2 separate regions of the Sus scrofa genome follow, and region 2 is linked to region 1. Evidence: chromatin contacts called from public Hi-C data. All regions are on one chromosome and are shown on one strand. Each heading gives the region's core, a stretch centred on a gene start, on an enhancer-like site or on the middle of the called end of the contact. The rest is flanking DNA. Distances are from core to core; before and after follow the strand shown.

Region 1 (6,664 bases), core at 140-2,639:
AAAAAAAAAAAATCTGATTCTAATGAAAATGAAATACAGTTCTGAATTCAGTTCCTCACTGACACCATCTCCATAGCAAGCGCCCCAAAGCCAATGTGGCTAGTAGCTACCATATATGGACAGCAGAGATAGTGAACATTTTCATCATGTCAGAACTAAATTGATGAGACAGGAGCCCTGGGGTGGGGGGGGGGGTAGAGAGAGCACGCAGCAGGGAGAAGGAATAGCCAAAGCCAAGCCTTTGTTGTAGCCAGAAAGGACTTGGAGAAGTGAGAGTGGCCCCTGACCCCATGAGCTTGGGATAACATTGTCAGAACATTTACTGGAACCGGGGATGCAGATGCCTGGATACAGCCAGCCCACAGGACGCTTCTGTCACCCAGGCTCAAGGAGCAGATCTTGGTCTAGCACTTAAAGATCACACACTTAAAAAAAAAAAAAAATCACACACGTGTGTCAGTGCTGGGTGTACAAGCCCAGACTTTGCTCCCGCTGTGTGTTCCCAAGTCAGTAGATGGTTGTCAAGCACCTAGATTGGGTCAGGTATGGCTCTCGGTGTTGGAGTCACAGCAGAAGGCACCAGGTGACGGAGAGTCAGGGGTATGCCTACAATCAGTGGTCAGCAAAGCAAACCATGAACAGCAGGTGGAGGGCGCCAGTGCCAAGGCGCAGACGTGAGAGGGCCGGGAGGAACCAGAGACTGGAGAGGAGGGGTAGATGAGGGCCTATGTTAAGAGCCTGGGAAGTCCGAGGCCACTTTCATGCCGGGCCACCGGGCATCTCTCCCCAGCACCCGGGCGGAACAGGCGCGGAGGAGAGTGAACTCCAGGCCTACATTGCACAGTGCCAGGACAGCCCCACCTCCGGCAAATTCCGTCGCGGGAGCGGCTCTGCCTGCAGCCTCCTCTGCTGCTGCGGCCGGTTAGAGACTGGGTTGGCTCGGGTTTGGGATTGGCTGAGGGAAGGGAAGCGCGCCAGAGGGAACTGATGCCTTCCGCCTCCGCTGACACTGCCTTTCCTCCAGAGATGCTTCGGAGGAGCATTCGCTGCTGGTGAATTGACTGGGACCAGACTGCAGCTGGACATTAGCCCCCGGACTGCGGAGACCCATGCTTATTTATTTTTAGCCTTTGCTTTTAAGGATCGGCCCCCGACTGTGCCCTGTGAGGGCCTGGGACAGTCGGGTCGGACATTAGAGTGGGACTGGGGTAGGGTGAGTGTTAAATAAACGGGAAAATAAACTTGTTCTCATTTCTAGCGGGAGGGGCGTTCCCTGTGCCACCTGGTCTCGGTCCCTTTAAGGCATCGCCACATTCTGCTTGGCCCGCTCCACGCGACCTTCCAAGCATGGCAGGGGGCGGGGCTGCGGGGCGCCCTGCGGTGAATAATTTAAAGGGGCCGCGCCGGCGGCGCTGGGCGGAACGCTAGTGGAGTTGGCGCAGAGTGGACCCCGGCTGCAGCCCCTGGGTGAGTCCGGGTTTCCTTCGTCCCCCGCAGTGGCGTCCCTTCGGGGGTCGTTAGCGAGTCCTTGGCATTCCCAAGATCTGTCCACCGATTCCCAGTAGCCCTTGATGTTCTGACGCTCCCATCCCCCCAGCTCCCGACAAGTGTTTTCGCATCGGTAGCCAGGTGCGCCCCACAGTAGAAGGGGACTAGACCCCCGCAAATTTTCCAGGTAGTGTCTCAAGGGCCAAGTGACTCCCAAATTTCTATTAATACTCCAGAAGCAGCCTCAGCCTCCCAGAAAACTCTCAGTAATATTACAGTATTCGTCGGTATCATGCTTGAATGACTCCAGAGACGTGCCCATTCAGGTTCCGGTCTTCCCAGTAATAGTCCTGTGGTCCTCAGAATCTTAGTAACTTTCCAGCGATCACGAGTAATTCCAGCGTCCCTGGTTACGTATCCCAGCAATGGCGCCAGCATCGCTCGCAGAATCTCAATGATGCTCTGCACCGTCAAAGACCCGGTAACTTTACTGTTATGTGACAGTAAATCTCCAGCATCAACCAGTAACACTTTAAGAGCCCACCCAACTCCGAGCGTCCCACTGTCCTTCCGAGCGCTTGACACTGCCCTACGACCCCTTGTGTGGCTGCTCCCAGCAGCACTCCCGCTGTGCTCCAGCTCCCGTACTTCCCTGGAGCCAGGCATCTCCCCAACCCCAAGACTCGTCGGTCCTATTTTCCTGAGGGAGGGCATCCAGTCTTCGCAGGGGGCGCAGGGGTGCGGCCTAGGGCTCGGTGGGTCACGATTGATCAGTTCCGCAGAGGCTGGGGATGGGGCCACCTGCTGGAGGGAGCGGTGTCCTTCAGGGACCTGTTCACTGGCTGCGGACAGTGAGTGCCGAGCTGACTGCCCTTTGGCCCCTGGGTGGAGCTGGGTAAGTGTGGCATGAGGTCCGCCTAGTGCATAGGTAAGAGGAGCCTGGCTGTGAGCCGGGGACCTACCTCACTCCCTGGCTCGGGCCCTGAGATCAATTTGCCCCACCCTTGTGTTCCGCAGCGCCCTTCGAGCTGTCTGTCCCCCAGTTGGCAGCCAGCCGGGCTGTAGTACAAAGGGGGCAGGGCTTTCAGCAGGGGAGGGGAGGGCCCAAAGTGAGGATTTGCACTGGTTCCTCCTGCTTTTTATTCCTCAGGACTTCAGATTACCAGACCTGACGCCCAGCCAGAGGCAACTGATGGAGGCCCCTCTGCAAACCGGAGTGGTAAGGTTGGAGTGCTGCGCTGCGGGAACTACAATTCCCGACGTGCTCAGCGCTTATCATCGCGGTCCCGCGATAACCAGACTGTCTGTTCAGGCGGAACTACGTTTCCCGGCGTGCACTGCGGGCCGCTGAGCCGCAAAAAGAGTTGACCCCCAGAGAAGGGAGCTGCGCTTGCCCATTTTGCAGATGGGGTCATCAAGGCCCGCATCGCCTGTGGTTTCGGGACCTGAACTGGCTCAGTGGAATGGGGTCTCGGGCGTCTCGGTCCTTGAGGGAGGCCCGGCAGGTCGTATATGCGATGCGCAGCCAGTGCCTTTCGTCCCTCAGGTGCTGGGCGTGATGATCGGGGCTGGAGTCGCGGTGCTGGTCACGGCCGTGCTCATCCTCCTGCTGGTGCGGAGGCTTCGAGTGCCGAGTGAGGACCCGGAGGGCCTTCTGGGGGTGCTGAGGGATGGGAAGCTGAAACGCCTGGGTCCCTGAGACTGTAGAGATAGGATTTGCTGGAGTTTTCGCGCCGTGTTCCCATCACTGCCTGGGCGGAGTATGCGTAGAGCTCAGAATGCCCCTCTCCGCACTTTTCCCTAGAAACCCCAGCCCCGGATGGCCCGAGGTATCGATTCCGGAAGAGAGACAAAGTACTTTTCTATGGCCGGAAGATTATGCGGAAGGTGAGTCTGGGACCCCCTAGGGCTCCCACTGGCCACACGGAGGTCCCGCCTTTTGTCTAGTTAATACTTCTTAGCCCGCCGCCCTCCTTGATCTAGGGCCTCTGGATCCGCCCCACCCCCGCCCCGCCCCACCTTCCCTAGGGTCTGAATTGGCAGTTGACCCATCTCTCTCCCCCACACCGCTTAACCCTCCCAGGTATCACAATCCACTTCTTCCCTGGTGGACGCCTCGGTCTCCACCGCTTCCCGGCCACGAATGAAGAAAAAACTTAAGATGCTCAACATCGCCAAGAAGTAAGGCTATGCTGTGGGCACCTGGCGCTGGGGGCTAAATCCGGGGATTTTTGAGTGGTCAGCCCACAACGAAAGGCGTATCTCAGGCTGCTTTGAACCCCAGGGCCTGGTCTTAGGAGTCTTCTCACATCAGAGGGACTATTTCAGAGCTCTCCTGCACTAGACAGGCTGTCTCTGTCTCCTGAGGGCTCTCTGAGTGATGTTTCCCTGCCACAGTGGTATCTGTGAATTATTTAATCCCCAATAGCTATCTCGGATGTCTTGTCTTACACTTAGGGGTCAAATCTGGGGTCTTCCCACATGAGACAGTTTATTCCAGGGTGTTTCATTGGGGTCATCTCAGGTGTTTCTAGGACCTGCTGGATGAGCTGTCTCTAGTTTTTGTTTTCTCGGGTTGATCTCATCAGTCTCTCTCCATCAGAAAGCATCTCTCTACGGCACCTCCCTTGGAGTTCTTCGTACACTGCAGAGGCTCTATTAGGGGTTTCTGTTCCTCAGGAGTTATCACAAGAATATTTTTGTGCTGGAGACAGAGGAAGGGTATCTTAGGATATGTCATCAGCAAAGGGCTACTTCAGGGTCTCTGAGAAAGGTTTTCCCAGTGATCCTTCTGAGTTGGGAGCTGGCTTTGGGGTCTCTTGACATCATAGGGTCTCTCTCTCTCTCTCTTTTTAAATTTTTTGGGGAGTATAATTGACTTACAAAGTTGTGTTGGTTTCACGTGTACATCAAAGTAGATCAGTTGTATATATACATATACCCACTCATTTTCAGATGCTTCTCCTATATAGGTTATTACACAGTATTGAATAGTTGACCTTGTGCAGAACAGTAGGTCCTTGCATAGGGTCTCTTTGAAGGTCTGTCTCAAGTGTTTCTACACACAAGGGTCTATTCCAAGGCTATCTATGATCAACAGGTGTGCTGTTCCAAGGTTTTCTATGATGAGTAGAAGGGCTATTTCTAGATATTCCATGATAGGTTGAGAGTCTCTCTACCTCCAATGGGGGGGCAGCCTCAGTGTCTGTACAGCCTTGCGGACCTTCAGAGGGCTATCTCAGCTTTTCATGACCTGGGCAAGGGCTAGCCCAAGTATTCTTAATCGGAAGAGTTCCCTGGTGGCCTCACAGTTAAGGATTCGATGTTGTCAGTGCTGTGGCTCAGAACAGGAACTTCTGAGTGCTGTGGGTGGGACCAAGAAGAAGAAGAAGGAGGAGCGTTTTCCTGTTGTGGCTTAGCAGTAACGAAACCTACTAGTATCCATGAGGATTCAGGTTTGATCCTTGGCGCTGCTCAGTGGGTTAAGGATCTGGCATTGCTGGGAGTTGTGGTGTAGGTCTCAGATGTGGCTCAGATCCTGTGTTGCTGTGGCGAAAGCCAGCAGCTTCTGCTCTGATTTTACCCCTAGCCTGGAAACTTCCGTATGCCGCAGGTGCACCCCTAAAAAAAAGGAGAAGAAGGGAAGGGAGAGGGAGAAGAGGAGAAAGAGTAGAGAAGGGAACTCTGTAATATGGAGTTTAACTCAGGGTTCCACTCATACTAGAGGGTCTATCTTTTGAGTATCTTGTGACAGTGGAAGGTCTGTCTCAGTAATAACTGTGGCTTGCAGGGAAGAGCTCTCCCAGGTCCATGATTAGCAGAGGGTGTGTATCTGAATTCTCCACATGTAATGAAGGTGATCTCAGGCTCTCTGTGACCATCAGAGGAACTGTCTCAGGGCTGTCTGCGACTTGGGAAGAAAGGCTATCTCAGGGGTCTTTGTTTTTTCTTTTTTGGCTACCCCACAGCATATGGAGTTCCCAGGCCAGGGATCAGATCCGAGCTGCAGTTGCAACTGACGCTGCATCAACGCCGGATCCTTAACCCACTTTGCTGGTTTGGGGATCCAACCTGCATTCCAGTGCTCCCCAGATACTGCTGATCCCATTGGGCCGCAGCAGGAACTCCTCAGCGATCTTTGCAATGAGCAGAAATGCTGTATCAGGGGTCTCCTGGTATAAGCTACGCTAGGAATCTGCCTACGTATGGAGGCTCATCAGGAGTCTATTCTGTGACTGCCGTAAAGGCTCACTCTGGGGTCCCATGATGAACAGAGGTGCTTTTTCTGGGGTCTGCCTGTATCTTGGAAGCTATGTCAGGGGTCTGCCTCACTAGAGGGGCCATCTAAGGGGTCTGAGACTAGTGAAGGGTGATCTCAGGGTTTTACAACAGGGGTCAGCAAGTTTTTTCTTTTTTTAATTAATTTATTAATTTATTTTTATTTATTTATTTTTGCTTTTTAGGACCATACCTGTGGCATATGGAAGTTCCCAGGCTAGTGGTTAAATCGGAGCTACAACTGGCAGCCTACGCCATAGCCATAGCAATGCTGTGGGATCCAAGCTGTGTCTGCAACCTACACCACAGCTCACGGCAATGCCGGATCCTTAACCCACTGAGCGAGGCCAGGGATCAAACCTACATCCTCATGGATACTAGTTGGGTTCCTTACTGCTGAGCCAGGATGGGAACTCCACGTTTTCTCTTTATAGAGCCACAACTTGGGCTTAGCAGTCTGCTTACGCTGCTGTCATAGCATTAAAGCAGCTACAGACAGGATGCAAAAGAACAAATGGAGCTGTGTGTCAATAAAACTTTATTTACTAAAGGAGGTGGCTGGCCTGATTTGGCCAGGGGGCCAGAGTTTGCTGGCCCCCGCTCTAGTAACCCTCAGGAAAGTCTCTGTGGGGGTCTCGGGTCTGCCTGAGCCCTCTTCCTGCTTCCCCTGATCCTTGCATCGCTCTCCTCCCACCAGGATCCTGCGCATCCAGAAAGAGGCGCCAACACTGCAGCGGAAGGAGCCCCCACCCGCGTGCTGGAGGCTGACCTGACAGAGGGGGACCTGGCCAACTCCCACCTGCCCTCTGAGGTGCTCTACATGCTCAAGAACGTCCGGTCAGTGTCAAGGTGCAGGCAGCAGGGTGGGGCTGCCCGACCCTGGGCTGACCTGACCTCC
Region 2 (6,128 bases), core at 1,022-3,521, 270 kb before region 1:
CTGCTGTGATCATGGGTGTACGAAATGTCCACTTTCAATTCTTTTTTTTTTTTTTTTTTTTTTTTTTTTAGGGCCACACCTGCAGCATATGGAAGTTCCCAGGCTAGGGGTCAAATAGAGCTGCAGCTGCTGACCTACGCCACAGCCACAGCAATTCCAGATATAAGCCATGTCTGTGACCTACACCAGAGCTCACAGCAATGCCAGATCCTTAACCTATTGAGCAAGGCCAGGAATTGAACCCAAGTCCTCATGGATACTACTCAGGTGCCTTTCCACTAAGCCACAACGGAACGCCTGTACAGGTTTAAAAAGGGAATCATCTGGTCGACCTGCCTGGATTTCGGCCAAATCATATCTTGTAAGATTTTGATGGCCATTATTTTTCATAAAATCCAGATAATGTTGGCTTTTCTTTTATCTCTGGGGTGATCATGTTAGTTATTACAGCATGAAAAATGCCAGTGGGGAGAAGAGGCTGTGTGGTAATTTGTGCCCCCAAATGCAGATATTATTTCCCCAAATTTTGTAACTGAAGCTTTCTGCACTTTCTTTTTCTTTTCTTCTCTTTTCTTTTTTTTTCTTCTTCAATGGCCGCAACAGAAGCATATGGAGGTTCCTGGTCCAGGAACTGAATCTGAGCTGCAGCTGCAACTTACACCACAGCTGTGGCAATGCTGAATGCCACCCACTGCGCCGAGCTGGGGATGGAACCTGCACCTCCACATCAACTCGAGCTGCCGCCGTCAGGTTCTTAACCCACTGTGCCACAGCGGGAACTCCTGGGATTTCTCTTTTTAATTTTTTTGAGGAACCACCATCCCATTTTCCATAGCCGCTGTGCCATTTTACATGCCAAGTATACACGAGGCTCCAATTTCTACTGAGGAACCAAACTTTCAACGGCCTTTCACTTTTAATTTTTTTATCTTTCTTTTGGGGCCGCCTTGTGGCATATGGAGTTCCCAGGCCAGGGATCAGAGTTGAGCCACAGCTGCGTCTTAGGCAGCTGCAGCAACACAGGATCCTTAGCCCACTGTGCTGGATGGGGTATCGAACTTTCATTTCAGTGCTGCAGAGATCCTGCTCATCCCATTGCGCCACAGCGGGAACTCCTCAGTTTTAATCTTATTAGCCACGGCTGGCTACTGGTTTTAGAATAGCACAGCAGAGGCTTAGAGAATACAAATAAACTCCTTACCAAAGCTACAGGTGTCATGTGTCTTGTGCCTGCTGGCCTCTCTGAGTCCTCCTCGCAGCCCCAGGCAGCAGCCACTCCAGCCTCCTTCCTGGCCCTCCCACAGCCAGCCTCAGCCCTACCTCAGGACGTTTGCATCTGCTGCTCTGGCTTATTCCCATATCCTCCTCGACCTTCAGGTCTCAACCCCTTAGAAAGACCTCCCCTGACCTCCCTTGGAAGTCACTCTCGCCTTCTCAAAACCACTTTGAACACATGAGCTTATAACATTTTTCCTTCAGCACATTATCACTCTTGAAAGTTATCTGGGGCGCTTGTTGACTGTCTGTCTACGAAGCTAGGGGCCAGGGCCACGATGGCTCCATTTACACACACTCCTAGGACAGGGCCTTGCACCCAGCAGGGATTCAGCAGAACCATGTCCAAATAGACAGAGAGGAAGCCAGAGAAAGGCCTTTGGGGCTGTTCTAGGTCCCCAGTGTTTAGCCAGGGGCTCAGGAATTGACCCAAGAACTCTCAGTTGCAGGAGCTCCACAAACACCATGCAAAATTACAGGGAAATTTTGGAGCACCTATGCATAGGTGCATATTCTGATTCTCTACATGGATCCAAAAAGAAGGAAGAAGTTGTTCATCAGAGCAGGCTGGGGTTAACCTACCAATGTTGGTGTCAGCTTTTTACAGTTTATATACCTCCTTCCCCTTAGGTCTATTTTTTTTTCTTTTTGTCTTTTGACTTTTTAGGGCCTCACCCACAGTATACAGAGGTTCCCAGGCTAGGGGTTGAATCAGAGCTATAGCTGCCGGCCTACACCACAGCCACAGCAATGCGGGATCCGAGCCGCATCTGCAACCTACACCACAGCTCACGGCAATGCCGGATCCTTAATCCACTGAGCGAGGCCAGGGATCGAATCCACATCTTCATGGATACTAGTCGGGTTGGTTAACCACTGAGCCACGATGGGAACTCCTCCTTTTAGATTCTTACTTAATTCTAACAAAGACCCTGCCAGGGAACGAGACGCCTCTCCTCGGCTGAGACGCCACGGGGCCACAACCAGAACTTTGATCTTCTGGCTCTGAACCCGACATTCCTGGGCCCAAAGAAGGTCACGGCTGTCCACAGGGTCCACCTAGCTGGGTGTGTGTGTGTGTGTGTGTGTGACATGCACACAGCTTTCCACGCCACAAGCACGCCAGGAAGCGTTCTCTAAAAGACCAGAGACAGCCTGAGTTTTCTTGCCTGAACAATGGCAACTGACAATAACCTCTGGACTCCTTCTCACACCTGTCAGTGAGATGTGGGTAGAGTTCTTTGCTAAACACATCGTAGCTTTGATATAAATCAGCTCTGAGGGCCTTAGAATTGTTACCATCATTATGAATAACCTGTTGGATCATTCCAAGGGTTGGGAATCAATGGCAGGAAGCAATATAGGAGGCAGAGAATTTTCTAGGGCTTGTGAAGTCTCCGCCTCTGGGAAGGAACATGTGAGAACAGGAAGACGCCTGTTTCCTGGGCTAGGGCCACATCTGAGCATCAGCCCTTGAGTTCAAAAGAGGGGTCAGCAAAGACCCAACAAAAACTTCCCAAACACATAAGCCTTCCGCCCAGACAATGCTAAGAAAAATGATCCAACACTCGCAAACAAGGCCAAAGCCTAGGGACAGGGCTGTTCAGTCCTCCAGAGCCCTGCCTCAGAGGCCCATCTGAGAATGGTTTCATTCTCCAGAGCAGGAGCTGACCAATTTTCCTTTTTGGGGGGAGGGGGGAGGTAGAAGATCCCAGGGCAAACGTTTGGACCCAAGCACATTGTGTCAATAAAACTTTATTGACCAAAGATCTTTCGACAACTTCTCCCCCACTGAAACTTACCTGTGATGGACTTACTATTTCTATTAGGGCCTCAACTCTGGGAAGCCAGATATCAACAGATAAATGGATATGCTGTAAGTCATTTTTATCCCGTAGAAGCAATAACCTCCAAGAATGACAGGTTTTCTGCCCCTGGGACATTAAGCATCTCTGTATCTAACTCTGCAATCCTATTTCAGGGATGATAAACACTTTGGCTTTACCATCCAACTGGTGGCCCTCACCAAAGGGTTAAAAGTGTTGACAGGTGTTCTTTGGTGTTTTTTGTTTGTTTGCTTCTTTTGCATAAGAGGTGGATGGGCTTGTTTTTTTTTTTTAAACTTTTGAAGACTCTCCTTTGATAATGATAAGCCACCTCTGGGTGGCTCCCACTCTGTTTCCAAGTACTTTATCTTATTTAATAGAAATGCCACTGGGAGTACCCACCTCCCTCTCTCCCCCTCCCCACCTTTACCTCCCCTGGAGGGGGGGGTGCATATTGAATCCAGCCACTACCTCCCAGCAGCGCTGGCTCAGGGGATGACCCCTCGAGGCTGTTTCTGCCTGAGAGGACAGCAGCCTTTTCGATAAAACTAGAGAAAAACTCCAAGCAGTCTGGGAGCTACTGACCTACCCAGGACAGGTGCATGCCCTCCCTGTAGGTAGGGCCCATCCACCTAGTCCTCTCAGAGACCACCTCTCCCCCTAAAAACACACAAGTTCCTTGTCCATCCATCACCCAACCCCCACCCCCACCCCCACCCCAAGCTGCCTTGGGCTGCTGGCCCCAATTTCTTCCCAGTTCTCCCTAAAATTTCCTAAAGCCCCTGGCTTCCAGTTACACCAGCAGAAGCTGCCACCCCCTCCTGAAACTTTCACCTCCAGTGGCTTCGTCCCTACACCCCGATGGAAAAACTGAACTCTCAATATTAGGCGGCAGTGCAGAAAGAATCCTATGGTGGTACTCTCTGAAGTAAGTGGCATGCTCTTCACCAAAGGATGCTTTCCCCAGAGGGGTCTACAGGAACGCCAACTGGTTTAAGAGAGATGCGGTAAAGCAAAGAGGGAAGGTGCAGTTTGACCCCCGCATTTCTACTGTCAGGATTTATCCTGCAGACAAAAGAGCATATGGGCACTTAGCCCTGGACAAGGATCTTCTTTACCCTACAGGATATTAACCATTTGGGTCTTTAACAGCAAACGGCTATTAACAACCTAAAGGTCCGAGCAAGAGACTGTGTAAATAAATTACTGTGAATCAAGGAGATAGAATAGTATGAAGCGGTAAAACGGGAGCCAGTTCTGTGTACTGTGATGTTGGAGTCACTTCCAAAATAGCACTAAGAAAAAGAAAGTGGTGGAGTTCCCACTGTGGTGCAACAGGACCTACAATGTCTTGGGAGCGCTGGGATGTGGGTTCGACTCCTGGCCCCAGCACAGTGGGTTAAGGATCTGGCATTGCCACACCTGCAGCTTAGGTTGCAACTGCAGCTTGTATCTGATCCCTGGCCTGGAAACTCCATTTTTGGCTGCAGGGCAGCCAAAAAAGAGAAAGAAAGAAAGAAAAAGAAAAAAAAAAGTGGCAACATGGACACCACTAGAGATCCTCACACTAAGTGAAGTAAATCAGAAAGAGAAAGACAAATAACATAGGATATCACTTACATGTGCAATCTAAAATATGGCACAGACGAAACTATCTACAAAACAGAAACAGACTCACAAGCATAAGAGAACAAACTTGTGGTTACCAAGGAGGGGGGTGGGTGGGATGGACCAGCAGTTTGGGGTTAGTAGATGCAAATTGTTACATTTAGCATGGATAGTCAATGAGGTCCTGCTGTACAGCACAGAGAACTATATCCAATCACTTGTGATAGAATTTGATAGAAGATAATATGAGAAAAAGAATATATACATATATATAATACATATATATATATATACATATGTAGGACTGGGTCACTTTGCTGTACAGCAGAAATCGACAGAACACTGTAAATCAACTATAATAAAAATGTAAATATACATATTAAATAAATAAAAAGAGAAAAAAAAAGGAAGGTAAAAAAGTGTCTAAAGAACATAACTTGTTTTGGGGAAAAGGAAGAGAGGTATACCTGGTTGGAAAACAAAATGGACAGCTAGTTCGGTAAAGAGTTTGATCATTTCTTGCAGGGGTAAACATACACTTCTGATCTGAACCACAGGACCTAGGGGTTTACCCAGGAGAAATGGAAAAACAAAACCAAAACACTTATGTTGTCTCAAATTCCTGTCTGTGAATGTTTACAGTGGCGACAGTTGTAATCACCCCAAACTGGAAACAATCTAAAAGTCCCTCAACCAGGGAAGGGATAAACATTGTACCTTCACACAATGAATGCTGCTGAGCAGTCAAAAAAAAGAATGAAGTGCTGATTCTCATAACATGTGGATGGATTTCGGATGCACCGTATTGAGCTTAAGAAGCTGGTCTCCAAAGCTACACACTGTTACGATGCCATTTATATGACACCCTGGAAAAAGCAAAATTATAGGGATGGTGGACACATTAATGGTCACCAGGGGCTGGAACTGGGGAAGCACTGACTGCAGGAGGTGCAGAGAAATTTGGGCCATAAAGGAATCATTTCAGATCTTGACTGTGGTGATGGTTACCTGACCATATATATCCGTCAAAACTCACAGAACATACACCAAAGCAGGTGAATTCTGCCGTGTGTAAATTACATCTTAAAAATGGGGGGGGGGGAAGACAAACAGGACACGTGTCCCTCTGGAAGGGATACAAGAAATGTGCCCCATGACTGCCTGTGGGGAGGGGACGAGGATGGAGGAAAGGGTAAGGAGAGGCACCATTACCTATCAACTCAACTTGATTTTTTTTTTCTTTCTTTCTTTTTTACTCGTATGTGTGCTACTGGTCTAAAGCTGACGTCTATTTAAAAACACATTTTTAGCATAACTGAATCATGTTGCTGTACACTTGAAACTAACATAGCATTGTAAATTAACTACACTTCCATACATTAAAAAAACTCTTAGAAGATTAATAAATGTTTTTGATCA

What was found. Hi-C and Micro-C count contacts between places; a contact is called where the count stands out from the background.
Region 2: a Hi-C map of liver shows a contact between it and region 1, with 1.6 times the contacts expected there. The contact joins the enhancer-like site here to the promoter of PNPLA6 in region 1. A contact is called at or near these places in 1 of 5 promoter capture datasets (fetal liver) and 5 of 47 Hi-C or Micro-C datasets (alveolar macrophages, embryonic fibroblasts, heart right ventricle and 1 more).

The regions. Positions count from the first base shown.
Region 1 is chr2:71,597,481-71,604,144 of Sscrofa11.1, reverse strand. PNPLA6 (neuropathy target esterase) reads left to right here and starts at 1,389. Exons shown (of 35, transcript XM_013987341.2): 1 at 1,389-1,969; 2 at 2,639-2,707; 3 at 3,035-3,122; 4 at 3,293-3,375; 5 at 3,572-3,669; 6 at 6,464-6,516; 7 at 6,519-6,603. The coding sequence starts at 1,943. MCOLN1 (mucolipin-1) reads left to right here. Exons shown (of 14, transcript XM_003480808.4): 13 at 791-921; 14 at 1,025-1,257. The coding sequence ends at 1,061.
Region 2 is chr2:71,873,379-71,879,506 of Sscrofa11.1, reverse strand. All of the region lies in intron 2 of INSR (insulin receptor), which reads right to left. Among named protein-coding and RNA genes, the nearest start is that of INSR, 79 kb to the right of the region's middle. Within about 2 kb of position 2,271, at least 4 of the 83 cell types and tissues checked have an H3K27ac peak or open chromatin away from gene starts, as enhancers often do. A contact at or near this core is called in fetal liver and liver, where this site is marked.